Linked DNA regions of Mus musculus: regions 2, 3, 4 and 5 are each linked to region 1. The links are chromatin contacts, called in public HiChIP or PLAC-seq and promoter capture Hi-C maps. All regions are on one chromosome and are shown on one strand. Each heading gives the region's core, a stretch centred on a gene start, on an enhancer-like site or on the middle of the called end of the contact. The rest is flanking DNA. Distances are from core to core; before and after follow the strand shown. Region 1 holds the start of Mmachc (methylmalonic aciduria cblC type, with homocystinuria). Region 2 holds the start of Nsun4 (NOL1/NOP2/Sun domain family, member 4). Region 3 holds the start of Rad54l (RAD54 like (S. cerevisiae)). Region 4 holds the start of Pomgnt1 (protein O-linked mannose beta 1,2-N-acetylglucosaminyltransferase). Region 5 holds the start of 1700042G07Rik (RIKEN cDNA 1700042G07 gene).

The links. Promoter capture Hi-C pulls out the DNA fragments that hold promoters and counts their contacts. HiChIP or PLAC-seq counts read pairs in DNA pulled down with a chosen protein or histone mark. Capture Hi-C pulls out chosen DNA fragments and counts their contacts.
Region 2: a promoter capture Hi-C map of adipose tissue shows a contact between it and region 1. The contact joins the promoter of Nsun4 here to the promoter of Mmachc in region 1. A contact is called at or near these places in 2 of 39 promoter capture datasets (erythroid cells and pre-B cells) and 1 of 9 other capture datasets (adipose tissue).
Region 3: an H3K4me3 HiChIP or PLAC-seq map of the SCID.adh cell line shows a contact between it and region 1, with 9 read pairs. The contact joins the promoter of Rad54l here to the promoter of Mmachc in region 1. A contact is called at or near these places in 2 of 15 datasets of contacts at CTCF or cohesin (both in the NIH/3T3 cell line), 5 of 115 datasets of contacts at active chromatin or transcription factors (the SCID.adh cell line, embryonic forebrain, fetal liver and 2 more) and 1 of 9 other capture datasets (liver).
Region 4: a promoter capture Hi-C map of erythroid cells shows a contact between it and region 1, with 2.1 times the contacts expected there. The contact joins the promoter of Pomgnt1 here to the promoter of Mmachc in region 1. A contact is called at or near these places in 4 of 39 promoter capture datasets (erythroid cells, hippocampal neurons, liver and 1 more), 1 of 15 datasets of contacts at CTCF or cohesin (large pre-B cells), 1 of 484 Hi-C or Micro-C datasets (B cells), 10 of 115 datasets of contacts at active chromatin or transcription factors (the NIH/3T3 cell line, the SCID.adh cell line, astrocytes and 7 more) and 2 of 9 other capture datasets (adipose tissue and liver).
Region 5: a contact with region 1 is called in a promoter capture Hi-C map of liver. The contact joins the promoter of 1700042G07Rik here to the promoter of Mmachc in region 1. A contact is called at or near these places in 3 of 39 promoter capture datasets (the 3T3-L1 cell line, hippocampal neurons and pre-B cells), 1 of 15 datasets of contacts at CTCF or cohesin (large pre-B cells), 1 of 115 datasets of contacts at active chromatin or transcription factors (fetal liver) and 1 of 9 other capture datasets (liver).

Annotation. Positions count from the first base shown.
Region 1 is chr4:116,706,991-116,709,688 of GRCm38.p6, forward strand. Mmachc (methylmalonic aciduria cblC type, with homocystinuria) reads right to left here and starts at 1,395. Exons shown (of 4, transcript NM_025962.3): 1 at 1,248-1,395. The coding sequence starts at 1,328. It overlaps Ccdc163 (coiled-coil domain containing 163), which reads left to right and starts at 1,605. Exons shown (of 10, transcript NM_026714.3): 1 at 1,605-2,104; 2 at 2,250-2,283; 3 at 2,448-2,629. The coding sequence starts at 2,027.
Region 2 is chr4:116,052,425-116,055,122 of GRCm38.p6, forward strand. Nsun4 (NOL1/NOP2/Sun domain family, member 4) reads right to left here and starts at 1,387. Exons shown (of 6, transcript NM_028142.5): 1 at 1,260-1,387. The coding sequence starts at 1,352.
Region 3 is chr4:116,122,374-116,125,071 of GRCm38.p6, forward strand. It overlaps Rad54l (RAD54 like (S. cerevisiae)), which reads right to left and starts at 1,316. Exons shown (of 18, transcript NM_009015.3): 1 at 689-1,316; 2 at 523-609. The coding sequence starts at 691. 2510003B16Rik (RIKEN cDNA 2510003B16 gene) reads left to right here and starts at 1,467. Exons shown (of 3, transcript NR_131048.1): 1 at 1,467-1,743.
Region 4 is chr4:116,149,171-116,151,868 of GRCm38.p6, forward strand. It overlaps Pomgnt1 (protein O-linked mannose beta 1,2-N-acetylglucosaminyltransferase), which reads left to right and starts at 1,348. Exons shown (of 22, transcript NM_026651.2): 1 at 1,348-1,447; 2 at 1,895-2,073; 3 at 2,650-2,698. The coding sequence starts at 1,954.
Region 5 is chr4:116,171,989-116,174,686 of GRCm38.p6, forward strand. 1700042G07Rik (RIKEN cDNA 1700042G07 gene) reads left to right here and starts at 1,384. Exons shown (of 2, transcript NM_001099295.2): 1 at 1,384-1,641; 2 at 2,176-2,309. The coding sequence starts at 1,413. The coding sequence ends at 2,219.

The DNA of each region.
Region 1 (2,698 bases), core at 145-2,644:
CTTCAGCCACCATGCCTCACATTCACATAGGCACTTCTATTCTTTCCCATATCTGCCTTCCATCACTACCTTCCATCACTGCCTCCAAATTCTGACTTTTAAAAAAAGATTTAGTTACTTATTTTATGTATGTGAGTACACTGTAGCTGTCTTCAGACACACCAGAAGAGGGCATCAGATCCCATTACAGATGGTTGTGAGCCACCATGTGGATGCTGGGATTTGAACTCAGAATCTCTGGAAGAGCAGTCAGTGCTCTTAACTGCTGAGCTCTCTTTCCAGTCCCAATCTGACTCTAGAATGTACATAATTCTCCTCTCCTTTCAATCCATCTTTTCATATACATTTCTCTGTTTTTGTGCTGGTGACTGAGATTTGCAAATGCTAAGCCAGCACTCTAGCTAGCTAGCCATCCACCTATCAGATAAATTTCTGATAGATGGATAGATAGATATACATCTCACTTAGTTTTATAGCCTCAGCTTTCAATTTTGTTTTTGCCTCATTACTAGGAATTGAACCCAAGACCTCAAGCATGGCTTTCAAACTAGACTTAACTTCTCAATAGTATCTTCTTACAAGTCTTCCCCTGGAAAGCTCAATGGCCTAGGAATCTTAAGATAGGCCAAAGGACACAGGCGGATTTTAGTTTGTGTCTTAAACATAATTTTGTTCACTCAGCACTGTGGGAGGAAAGTGTGGAATAGGGCGGGGCTGGGTGGGGTGGAGAGGGACTGTGGTTACAGAGACTTCTGTACCAGGCGAGCGTGAGGAATTTCTATGCTCAGTCCCGTATTGATGGCAAGCAACACCATGAATTAGCCTTCTGTTGGCTGGCCGAACAAACTAGCCAATTGTCTCTTGTTCAACATTAGGAATACTCTTCTCTCTTCATCTGATCGAGTACACTGTCACACCAACCTTCCAAGTTTTGACCTCTTCTAATTCCTTTGGAAGAATCTGATGATCCCGCCCACACCGGGAGACCGTTTTCTGGTAAATTATAATGATGACAGGTTAGGGGATCTTGGGCTGTATCCCATTCATTTGTTTGACATCATAAAGACATAAAAGGGCAAACATGTGTTTCTCTACGTTTTTTAATCAAGCCCCATTTTACAACACGACCTGGTCATCAGATGGCTGCAGTAGGTTGAGAGGATCAGAAGGGCTCACCGGCCTTCACACTTTTGGCACCAAGGCCAATCCTAGAGCTCACCCTAGGACCACAGGGAAGACAAACCAACCTGGAAGGGATAAACTTCGAAGCCAAAAGGACACAAGGTGTCCTCAATCTTCTGCTTCAGCTCTGCGACTCGCGGCTCCATAACGCACGCTGAACGCTGAGCTTGCTGGGAAATGGAGTCTCATAGCTAACTTAGGCTTGTATGCGTCCATCAGGGCTGGACTACATTTCCCAAGAAGTAAAGGAATAGTAACGGACTCAACTGACTCTGCACGGTGCATCTTGGTACACGTAGTTACTTTTGTCCTTGTAGCCCAAACATAACCGAGTCTGGAAGACTCCGTGTCCCGACGAGCTTCACGGGAGGTGTGAGTGTGAACGCACAGGGCACGTATTTCCAGGGAAACGTATTTCCGCCCTCTATTGCCTGTGGTCTCCGCAAGAAGCGGACTCAGTTTCCCGGGTGGCGCTGCGGCACCGGTACTTAAAATCTCATTCTCCGCCTACCAGAGTTTGAACTCTTGAGCGGCACTTGTCACTTGTCTCAGTGGTGATAGCGTCCTTGATTTGTGGAGGTCTCAACCAAAATTCGGTTCATTCTACCCTCTCGATATTATTCTGTTTTCTTCCCCCCTCCCCGACCCCCCACTTTTCAAAGTACTCTGTTCCGTAGTTCTAGATTCACAGTATTGCTATCGCACTGTTTCTGTAGCCCTAATATATTCCCACTTTCCTTATTTCCATCTAACTCTGTGGCTTGTCCTGGGCTGGCCCGCGGGTATCTGAGTGTGGAAGAGCAAGAACAGGGAAAGTTAGAGACGCAATTTCAAGTGCTCCAGGATGAACAGGAGCCCTAGCTGGTCTGATCAGCTTCATGCGGTTCTCAGTTCAACTGATGAAAATATGGCCCGGATTAAGGTAAGAGGGGGACCTCTGGGATCCCCATCTAACCCCTCCCATTGGGAGGCTAGGCTAGGGCTTAGTAAAGGGCACTGAGAGCTCACTGGCTTGTTGAACTGTTTGCTGGTTTTTTTTTTTTTTTTTTTTTTTTTTTTTTTTGTAGCAGAGTTTGTATCCCTTTCGAGTTTCCTCTACAGGTAAGTATTGTCTTTTCTCCCAGCCCTTTGTCTTCTCAGAGCCTCCTTTCTTTCAGTGCCTGCCTGTACAGCTCACAGTTCTGTACAAATCCCAGCTACTTCCTGTCCTCTGATTTCCTACACAGACAGACCCTGCTCTTGTCCCTTCCCTATTCCCACAATAGGGGACCTGGCTGACACCTGGACTTCTCATCGCTTACCTCCTCAGCCAGAGGCCCAAGCTCAACAGCCTTGGGCTCTAAAGACTCCCACTCTTGGAGAGAGACTGAGCTGTACTGAAGCCCACAGCTCCTCTCTCTGGGATGAAGTTACTAAACTCCGATCCCAGCTTCAGGCTCAGGCTCAGGTGAGGTATTAGGGGTATGTACGTGGTGATAATGTGAGACGAGAATATTAGGAGTTGGGACAATGACTT
Region 2 (2,698 bases), core at 137-2,636, 650 kb before region 1:
TCCCAAGAGGTACATCAAGCTGTGGTTTAGGTTCACAAGAGTTTGGAGGCATAGGGTTGTCGTGGTAAGGGTTGCCAGAGGGTGGGGAAGATGCTGAAGAAAGGGGAGGATCATTGTAACTTCTTCTAGAGGGACAGTGGGGCCCTCGGTGAGAAATGGATGCAGGGGTTAGAGGTCTAGTTTCCACAGATCGGTGAGCAAGGGGAGGTGAAATTGCAAGGCCAGGTCTCAGGGGCCGATGGGTAAGAAGAGGTGAAATGATGGAGTAATTTCCCTGGGACCCTGGCATAAGGGGAGTCGAAATCACCGGGCCTGTCTCCAAGGTTATATGAGTAAGTTCAGGGGAAGTTACTGGGCTGGCTCTAGGGGCCTGATGAATGAGAGGTGGGGAAGTCACATAACAAAGACGCGGACTTGGAGGGCATGAACGCTGAGATTCTGGGGAATCAATATAGTTGCAACATAGGTTCCGCTGATGAGGAGAGGGTGACCCCTGAAGGCTGAATCGGTCAAAACAAGGAGAGGATGAACCAGCTGGCTCTTGTCTGTACAGCCTTCCTAGGAGTGGAGAAAAGGGTTCAAAGGGGCACCTCTCCGGTGGGGGTGGGGAGGAGAGGACTGGGGGCGGAGGGGGCGGGGTGGGGATCCGTCGAGGTAAGCACGGAGAAGAAATGGTGAGGCAAGAGAAAGGTTCTCTAGAGTAAGGGGGGTTGGTGAATCTGTTGCCTGCATTTGGAGAAAGGCCAGCATTACAGGAAAGGTGGTCGTTGAAGTCTTTCCCGGGCGCCACAGGCACCTCGAGAGTGAGAACAGGGGTGAATCCTTTCCTGCAGGACGACGGAGACTCAGGAGGGAAGGAGTAGTTGTTAGGGCAGTCTGCTTGAGGTGAAGTTGAAGGGGCTGAAATTTTAAGGAGGAAAGGAGGGGAAGAGTTCATGGGACTGGAGGGGAAGGGTAAGAGGGAGGAAAGAAAAGGAAAAAGAAGGGTGGGAAGGGCAAGATAAAAGTAAGCAAGAAAAAGTAACATGAGGCGATGTAACGTCACCGAATGAAAGCTCAGGCCGTGACTTAACAGAGAGGGGCGGAGTCAGGGGGCTGCTTACGCAACAGGAAGAGGCTTGTGGTTAATAAAAGGACAGGCAGGCGTGAGACAAGAGCTCCAAGAAGGTTACGGTCCCTGGAGTTCATGTCCCGAATGCAACTGTGAGTGACGGGAAACGCAAGGGCTGGATAAGTCTCCCTCTAATGTCAGACCTTACCCATTTCTTCTTATATCGATATCTCCGCGGGACCGGCGTGAAGTCCACGAGCTTCAGCAGCTTCCGAACACATCTTAAGACGGGCGCAGCCATGTCAACTAACAACGCCAATAATTCCGACTGAAACTGCAGCTGCGCTCTCGCGGGTTCCGGGAAGGATTGAGGGCTGCTTAGAATATCAGCGGCAGACAGGGCGGGGCTAGGCTTGCGGCGCCCCCAGGGCTCCGCCTACCTCCACACCCCACCCACCAGAATCCTCGGGGCGCACACGAAGCGGTGGCTGTGCTAGAGCATCTAAAGGAGCTCCTAGGAAGTTGCAGGGAAGGCCTTCTGGGCTCAACCTGCATGGAGAAAGCTGCCGAGGTAGAACGAAATTAGAGCAGACTATAGACAGAAGCGGAATTGCTAGGAAGCCATAGAAGCCAGTTTCAAGATCTTCCTTTTAGACGGTTCTTTTCAAGACTCGGTACCTAATTTTGTGTTCTTTCTGAGACTATCAAATTGACTACGCCGCTTAGGATCCAAGAAGAAAGGGGGTGATCACTATTTTTAGAAATGATCGTTTGGCTGAGCAGAGTGGCATATGTCTTTATTCCAGCACTTGGAAGGCAGAAGCAGACGGATCTCTGTGAGTTCCAGGCCAAGCTTGGTTTTCATAGCTACAGGTCAGACAGCTTTTCTGTAACCTTACATTTATTCTTATAATGTATTGCCACCCACCATATAGTATAATCAGCTAAGTCGTAATTTTTTAAAAATGTTAAGTATGTCAAACTGATCTCTGGAAGTTGTGGGGCAGCCAACGTCTTTGAATTAGTGAGCTCCAGATTCCATGAGACCATCTGAAGACGTGTGGTGTTGACCTGCAGCTGCCATTCATAGACCATATGCACATATGCATGAACATATACAAACATATAACACACTCTTTTCTTTTCCTTTTGATTTTTGAGACAAGATCTCACTACATAGTCGTGGCTGGCCTATAACTCTCTATGTACACCAGGCTAGCCTGGAAATTATACCTGCTTGCTTCCGTCTCCCAAGGGCTGGGATTAAAAGGGTGTGCCCAAACTGTAACTCATACAAATATAGAATGAGCACCTGCCAAAAATTGTACTCATCATCCAAGTCACATACGTATCTGTCATTATCTTTTTTTTTTTTTTTTTTTTTTTTTTTTGGTTTTTCGAGACAGGATTTCTCTGTATAGCCTTGGCTGTCCTGGAACTCACTTTATAGACCAGGCTAGCCTCGAACTCAGAAATCTGCCTGCCTCTGCCTCCCAAGCGCTGGGATTAAAGGCATGCGCCACCACCGACTGGCTATCTGTCATTATCTTAAACAATAAAAGTAAAATAAGACTTAAACAAGTGAGAATTTGAGTTTCAAAATTTTAGTGAGCCAAATGAGGCCACGATGGCACATGTCCTTTTGTT
Region 3 (2,698 bases), core at 66-2,565, 580 kb before region 1:
AGATCTCATTACAGATGGTTGTGAGCCACCATGTGGTTGCTGGGATTTGAACTCAGGACCTTTGTAAGAGCAGTCAGTGCTCTTAACCACTGAGTCATCTCTCCAGCCCCAAGGATAACAATTTTATTAATCTTCTCCAATGCTTAGTATACTGTAAATTTTCATTAAAATTTACTTACGCGGGGCAGTAGTGGCAAACACCTTCACTTTCAACACTGGGTAGCAGAGGCAAGGGAACCTCTGTGTGAGTTCAAGGCCAGCCTGGTCTACAAACAGAGTTCCAGAACAGCCAGGGCTACACAGAGAAACACTGTTTCAAAAAAAAAACCTTAAGTGCCAGGTGTGCCTGGCACATGCCTACGACCACACACTGCATTTGGGAGACAGACCATAGTCTACAGACCTGGTGAGAAGCTCATCTCAAAAAAAAAAAAAAAAAAAAAAAAAGCTTCAAAAATGTATGAAAGGTACTTTCTCAAGATGACTATGAACCTCATTTTCCTTATTCCCCTAAACACTCACTACTGTCCCAGGCTGCCAGTCTTCATCATCTGATGATCTGTCTTCTGGTTTCCTCCTAGCCAACTGGCTGGGAGCTAAGCTCCTCCTCTGCAAGGGAGAACAGAAAGTGAGTTCCTGCAGTGATCCTGCAGCCAGGCCCCTTAAGTCAGCTTAAGGTCACACTTACCATCCTGGCCCCAGAAGCATCAAATGTCAAGTGCCCATCAGCGAAGTTAAAAGCACTCAGCAACAGAGAATGCAGGACCAGGGGATGCTATAAAAGGAAGTTGCTATATCATTGAAAATATTGTCTTAAGAGTCGGTATGAGGGGAGGGGATGCAATCAGAGGATGAGGCTTGGGTCCAAACCAGGAATGTCGGTCCCCAAGTTCCTCAAGGTCAAAATATCCAAAGCCAAGTCCAAGCGGAGCTGGGTCTAAATCTAGGATGGGAAAGAAGACAGATTGAAGTTGCAGATGAGCAAAGTGGAGTTGGAATAACGTCCCTAGCTGGGCTGCTTCCCTGAGAGTAACACCTACGAAAAAGTACAGTCTTAAGTACGAAGGCGAGACGCCTGAATTCTTAGGAGAGGGATAGAATTTACCAGAGCTGGACCGACATCAAACCTCAGTGTGAGGAAGGCAAGCAGAGACCTAGGAACGCCTTGTGGGAAGTTAAACAGGAACCCAGGAAGGACCAGTTAAAAATCCAGGTTGGGAGGAGGAGAATCTTAGAAGCTGAAGAGAGGCAAAGAGCGACTCCGGTATCTTTCCCCTTATTCTTCCTCTTCCCAAAGCGCGCGTTAAGAGCCTCCAGGCAGTGTCAATCGAACCTCCCGCCACTCTGCCACCACAGTCCCCTATTGGCTGCGTTCAGTGAACTTGACGCTCGACGATCCGGCCTAAAGGAAGGGGCGGGCCTAGGGCTGAGGCTAATAAGGGTCTTGGATTTCCGCCCAGAGGCTCAACAGACCACTAGGAGCTGTGGCTTATCCTGGTGGCAGCAACAGGCAGGTGCCAGAATTCTTACTTGCCAACGGTCCCTCTTCCTGGCTCCTGCCTTTGGCCGAAGCAGCTGAACCAAATAGATGTTTTGCACCGAAGTACTGTGCGGAGGAGTTGCTACTGGAATAGATTTCAAAAGGCAGCACATTTTTGGGAATTTGATTCAGGCTCTTTATTGTGCCAGACCTGGAGCAGAAATCTGAGCTGGAAGCAGGCAAGGCCAGTGGCCAGTCAAAAGGTGAGCGGAGGTGTTGGTGCTGCACTGCCAATTGGTCTGAGATGTCTTGAAATAAGCTAGCTGTCTTTTCCTGGGGCATAGTCACCCATTCTCTAAAAATCCGTTTTTCCTTTAAGTGATATTATTATAGTACCTCTCCTAAGGGATTATTCACAGGGTCTAATTAAAGTGAACAAAGTAGCTGCGCCTGGTAGCGCAGGCCTTTAATTATAGTACTCACTAGGCATAGGCAAGCAGATCTCTGTGAGACTAGCCTGGTCTTCATAATGAGTTCCAGGACAGCGACAGCTCTGTAGAAAGACCCTCCAAGAACGGGAAAAAAAAAAAGTGTTCAAAGTATTTAACATAGCCCCCATGTATTACCTAAGTGCTCACTAATCAAAATAGCATGCCCATTACACTTAATCACTATCTACTTAAAAGGATCTCCTTAGCTATTATAAATCATTTACTATCCTCAGATAAGGTTTATTGTCCCCATTTTGTCGTGTGTGTGTGTGTGTGTGTGTGTGTGTGTGTGTGTGTGTGTGGTGTCTTGGGGGCACTAGGAATATAGCATAGTGGTAGAACTTCGTGAGGCGGTCACTGCTGAGGTTTGTTGTTATTTGAGACAAGGTCTTGCTGTGTAACCCGGTTATCTTTAAACTTATGACCCTCTGTCATCCCCAGCCCGCCTAGCAGAAATGAGGATATACTAAAGAGATACTTATGTCCTTTCCTTGGCTTTTGGGAACAATGAACCGAAGAAATTTTAATTTCCATAGGAATATCTTGCTGGGAGACAAGAAGGCTGTGAGCAACTTAATGAAAAACAAAATCACATACACAAAAAGAACAGTTAACTTCTTTGCCATGACTATGAGGTCAGCCTGGGCTGTATAGTCAAAATCTGTCTCAAAATGGGGGGTATAAGGGATGTGTGGATGTGGATAAAAGCATGTGTCACCTAAGCCTG
Region 4 (2,698 bases), core at 98-2,597, 560 kb before region 1:
GAGGGTCAGAGGCTAATGTGAGAACTTCTGCTGACTTGATTTTTTTAAAAAGACTTATTTTATATATGTGAGTACAATGTCATTGTCACTATCTTCAGACACACCAGAAGAGGGCATCAGATCCCATTACAGATGGTTGTGAGCCACCATGTGGTTGCTGGGAATTGAACCCAGGATCTCTGGTAGAGCAGTCAGTGCTCTTAACCACTGAGCCATCTCTCCAGCCCCTGCTTTTTTTGATGTTTAAATAAGAAAAACTTCAGTATAAAGAACATGTAAAAAACCAAAACATTTTTTGTTTCTCAGAGCAGGTTGCACTTCAAAATCCTGACTTGTTCTAGAACTCATGTTGTAGACCAAGTTGACCTTGAATCTATGGCAATCCTCCTTCCTCAGTTCCTAAGTGCTGGGAACCCAGGAGTGAGCTACTGTGGGTCTTAGCATCTTGTTATGAAAGTGGACTTGCCTCACACAGCCTTCCCTCACCTATATAGGAATGCAACACCACTTCCAACCTGGCAAGCACTGCTATCATATCGAAAGATGCCAACACTTTTGGAGTCCTCAAAAAAAAAAAAGTGTAAATAAATAAAGTGTTGCTGGGCATGTTGTACACTCCTTTAATCCTAGCATTTAGGAGGCAGAGACAGGTGAATTTCTGTGAGTTCAAGTTCAGCCGGGTCTACATAAGGAGTTCCAGGATAGCTAGGGCTATAAGGAGATAGGTAAGCTCCTGCTTCCTCAGAAAAGAACTAATCAGGAGCTGGAGATGGCTCAGTGGTTAAGCACACCTGGTGCTCTTCTAGAGGAGCGGTTGGGATCACAACTTTAATTTGGGCTCCAGGGGTATCAGACTGAGGTCTAGTCTCTTCAAGGAGCGCCCGCACTACCTGCACATGCACACAATCAAAGAGCATTTTTGGTTTTCTTTAAAGATGGGGTAGTCACGGTGCCTCTTAATCATGGTTTATGAAATCGAGTTAACGTAAGCGCTCAAAATAGTAGCGGAGCAGGTTTCTAATCCTCTCCTCCCCGGCCTGGAAACAGCCTTGCGGGGCTGGGCCAGGCCTCGGAGCTGCAGCCCTCTGATCCTGGCTTGCCCAGTGAGCTGGCCCGAGGTCCCGGAATGCCGCTTGCTCCGGCTCCGCGGTGCGGGGATGTGCTCTCGCCCGAGGTCCACTCGTGCGGACCGTAACCCTGCCAGACAGGCAGAGTACGCCGGCTCCCCTCGCGCTGCAGACGCCCGGCCGCGGCCGCCGCCCTAAGCGCCGCCCGCCGCCCTCTCACCCCGCGGCGGCGGCGGCGGCGGAAGCGGCGGGGCGGGCCGGCCGGGCCGGGGCGGGGCGCGAGAGGCATGGAGGAGGCGGAGGCCGCGGAGGCCGCGGCGCGCGGGGCCGAGCTGTGCGGGCCCGAGCGCGGCCCGAGCGGGGCCCGGGGCCCCTGAGCCGTAAGTGCCTCCCAGTGCGGGTCTCAGAGGGGTGATGCGGGCTGGGTGGGTCTTCTGAACCTTCCGGCGTCCCTGATCCCTGAGAGGAGAGGAGTTGAGCCAGATGGGAAGAGACGAGGGTGGAGGATTGGGGTGCAGGAGGTCGCTGTTACTGTTCTACCCCAGGGCTGGGAAGGACTGGGATTTGGACCTTTTAAGGACTGATGAATCGTTAAGAGTTGATTGAGTTACTGGCCTCCGCCGCTAAGGCCCTGATCCTGCACACAGTTCCTCTAGCCCCAGGGAATTTTCAGGTGATCCAACTCCTCCAAAGATTTTCTGGCCAGACCCAGAGAAGTTAAGCCACGTTGCCTAGGGCACACAGCTCAGCAGTTTGCTGAGAGAAGTCATTCCAGAAGGCATTAAGCTTTGGGACAAGCATCTTACTCTATGTGACTCTATATATAGTCCCCTCAGATTCCTGAAGTCATGGACTGGCCGGGACAGGGGTGACTCCCTAATCCAGTATGGATGACTGGAAGCCCAGTCCCCTCATCAAGCCCTTTGGGGCTAGGAAGAAACGGAGCTGGTACCTTACCTGGAAGTATAAACTGACAAACCAGCGGGCCCTGAGGAGATTCTGTCAGGTAAATGAGGTCCCACGTGTCCCAAAAGCTGCTCCCTAACTTTACTCTAACAGACTAGGAACTAACTACCTTGGCTATCAAGAAGAGGCAGCAAATTCCTGGAGGGGAAACCTCTGTCTGTTACAGCCTTCTCAGGCAGTGGTTTAGAGCCAGGATTCTGGAATCAGAACCCTAGTCTGACCTCGGCATCCAACAGAAACCAGAAGTCTGGTCAGGCAGGCTTTGCCCCTGACACCCAACTGTCAGGCAGTGTGGCCCACGTTCTTCTGTGTCTCTGGCTCTCCGCTGTGGTTCTCGGGTCCTAAATCCATCTCAAGGAACTAGTTATGGAGGGGACCAAGGAAGTCAAGGACTCAAATGGGAAAATACAAGACCACGGGGTAGGAAGGACCTGGTTGGTGGAGGGAAACCTGCCAGGGAACATTCTCTGGGAGATGGCCACAAATCCGTGTCCTTATTGGGAACCAGAAAGTGGAGAGACTGGTCCCTGTGTCCTCTTCAGCCAAGGTCATACTTTCAGAAGGCCCTTGTGATCTGGAGAGGGCTGGCTGCAGTCACCCCCATTTTCCTACTCAGACAGGGGCTGTGCTTTTCCTGCTGGTGACCGTCATTGTCAACATCAAGT
Region 5 (2,698 bases), core at 134-2,633, 540 kb before region 1:
GTGAGGCCCCAAGGTGCAGGAAGGATGACAGAAGAGAGACAGAGGCCTAAGGTGTGGAGAAACTGGCAAATCCAAATCCTCGGCTTCTTGGAGGGCAGGGTGACACTGTCATTCCTGTAGGCCTCCCACAAGACCCGGGAAGCCAGGGTTAGAGCCTCTTCCCCGTCATCCACAGGGCTTTCTCTTTCATCTCAGGAAGAACCCTGGGAGTTCACATTCTTCTATGTCCTGGTCGTTAACGAATATCCTGAATAAACAAATAATGAGCCTAGAGCAGCAAAAGATGGACGTGACCACTCTGGGCTTCAGACCCTCACTGCCTCTGATTCTGCGGCTACGCCTCACCAAAGCGGTTTCCTTACACTGTTAAGCTTCGTTATTTAGCGTCCGTATCCTTGGGTTCACCCAGTCGCTACATTCATCCAGAGTCACAAGACCAAGTCGGTGTCACTTTTGCAATTACGCACAGAGCATGTGCACAGAGGTAAAGGATCTGAGTGCCTAACATACACTTCTAGCTGAGGTCTGTGCAGTAGGACTTCCTGTCCTCACGAACGATTTAGCTCTTATAAACCAATGCTTTCCCAGGAGGCTAATTACGATCAATATTTTGCATTCGATTTCTTAAGGTTTTTTTTTGTTTTGTTTTGGGTGTTGTTGTTGGTGGTGATGATGATGATGATGAAGGTGCTGGTCCAAATAGCCCCAGCTGTGCTGAATATTATCTAATTCACACAAGAAAGCTGTGGTATACTTTAGAGGAAATGTTTGTGTTAAATACCCCACTTTCCCTTGGTGCTTCTGCCCCCCTTTTTTGTTTTATTTTGTTGAGACAGGGTTTCTCTGTATAGCCTTGACTGTCCTGGACCTCACTCCATAGGCCAGGCTGGCCTCGAACTCAGAGATCCACCTGCCTCTGCCTCCCAAGTGCTGGGATTAAAGGCCTGTGCTACTACACCTTGCTTTAGTATTTGTTAACTCAGTGTTTAGGGTGACTTAGTAAACTTCCCACTACTGCGAAGACTGAGTATTGACATCTATAAATAAGATTAACATTAGAATCTCTGCATAGGTCTGTCGTAGGATTCAATGAAATCATATTTGTGAAGTACTTAGCTTAGTATCTGGCACACAGCAGGTACTCAGTAAACGTTCTTAGTATTGTTAATGTGGGCGAGTTTAAACAAAAGTAATTTGTTTCCATCTGCCAAAGTTCCTTTCACCAAGGGATCTTGCTGTGGTTGCTGGGCTCTTGGGCTAGGCTTCTTGAACTGATTGTGAGGAAGTCTGAGCTATGGTTGGGTGGGGGATGGGACAAACCTGTAACAAAGAGCACCACCCTTAGGCAGGCTTCATATGTCATAGAGATTCAGTGCTTGGCCAGCAGAACCCCTCAGGAGCTCCCTGTAGCCATGGGGCCTTCTCAGCTTGTTCGAGCCCCTCGGCCTCCGGGCTTGACTTCTCCCTACCGAAGGCCAGGGATGGGTGGGCCCAGGCGCCGGTGTCCCAGTATGTTCAAGTGTAGCCGCAGGACATACCGGCAGAAACCCCGAGGCCCAACTGCCACCAATCCTGCCTCTGAGGCCACAAACATCAGTGACACGGACACTACCACCAGTGTATTGATTCTGTCACCTCGAGGTTAGTGGGGAAGTATGGAGGTGGAGAATCTGTGACTTAGTGTCCTGCTTTTGCACTGTAAGGACAACCTGTGAAAGTCTACCCTGAGAGCACACATCCTCAGATGACAAGAGAGCTTCAGTGGACAATGTCAGCCCTGGAACTGAGATGGAAGGCCTGGGGGGAGGTTGGGAGGGGTGAGCCCAAGGGGCCAGTGGGGTTTTCACAAATGCCTATTTTTCTTTGTGTGCGTGTACATATATGCATGTGTGCATGTATGTGTAAGCCAAAGGACATCTGCCTTTTCTGGCGACACTAGCCTAGACTTTAAGTAGGTCAGGCTGGCTAACAGGAGGGGTCCATGTGTCTCTGCCTCCACATTGCTGGCATTGATCAGCGTGTACCACCATGCCCAGCTTTTTCATCCGGGTTCTGGATTGACTTGGATCCTTAAAAGACTAACACTTTACTGTGCTACCTGTCAGCCTCCACATATGGTCTTGTTTTTGTTTGTTTGTTTTTTTAAATACCCTTCCTTCTTTTTTCTTTCTCCAGTTCTCAGATTTCTCTGTCAACCTGGGGGCTTTCTGGTCCTCTAGAAATGCCCAGAAGCTCGGCCTGCACTTGACCTGCTGCTCCAGAGGCTGTTGATGGTAGACAGCAAATACAACCATTCTGCTTAAGCTGTCTTACCCCATTCTGAAGTGCTCCAACTATGCGGGACATGAGGGCAGGGTTGGAGGTGGATCCACTTAGGGACAAAACTTAAGAGACAGCAGCAAGGATCACTGTGGACCACAGTGAAGTAGAGGAACGGTACAAGGTCAGCCAGACAAACCCATCTTTGTCCTCAGCATTTTGATCTGCCCTGTGATAAGGGGCTCTCCTGCCTGACACTCCCATGGGCACAAGGCGTCTTGGAAAGAATAAGAAGGCACAGATAAGAGACCGGATGAAAGACAGAACCCCAGGAGTGCTCTAGAATGAGGTACGCTGGTGCTAGTCAGTGTGTAGGTGTGGCTGCTAGCTGTGACAGAATGGGAACATTATGGCACATGTGGCTAGTGTGCCTTTATGA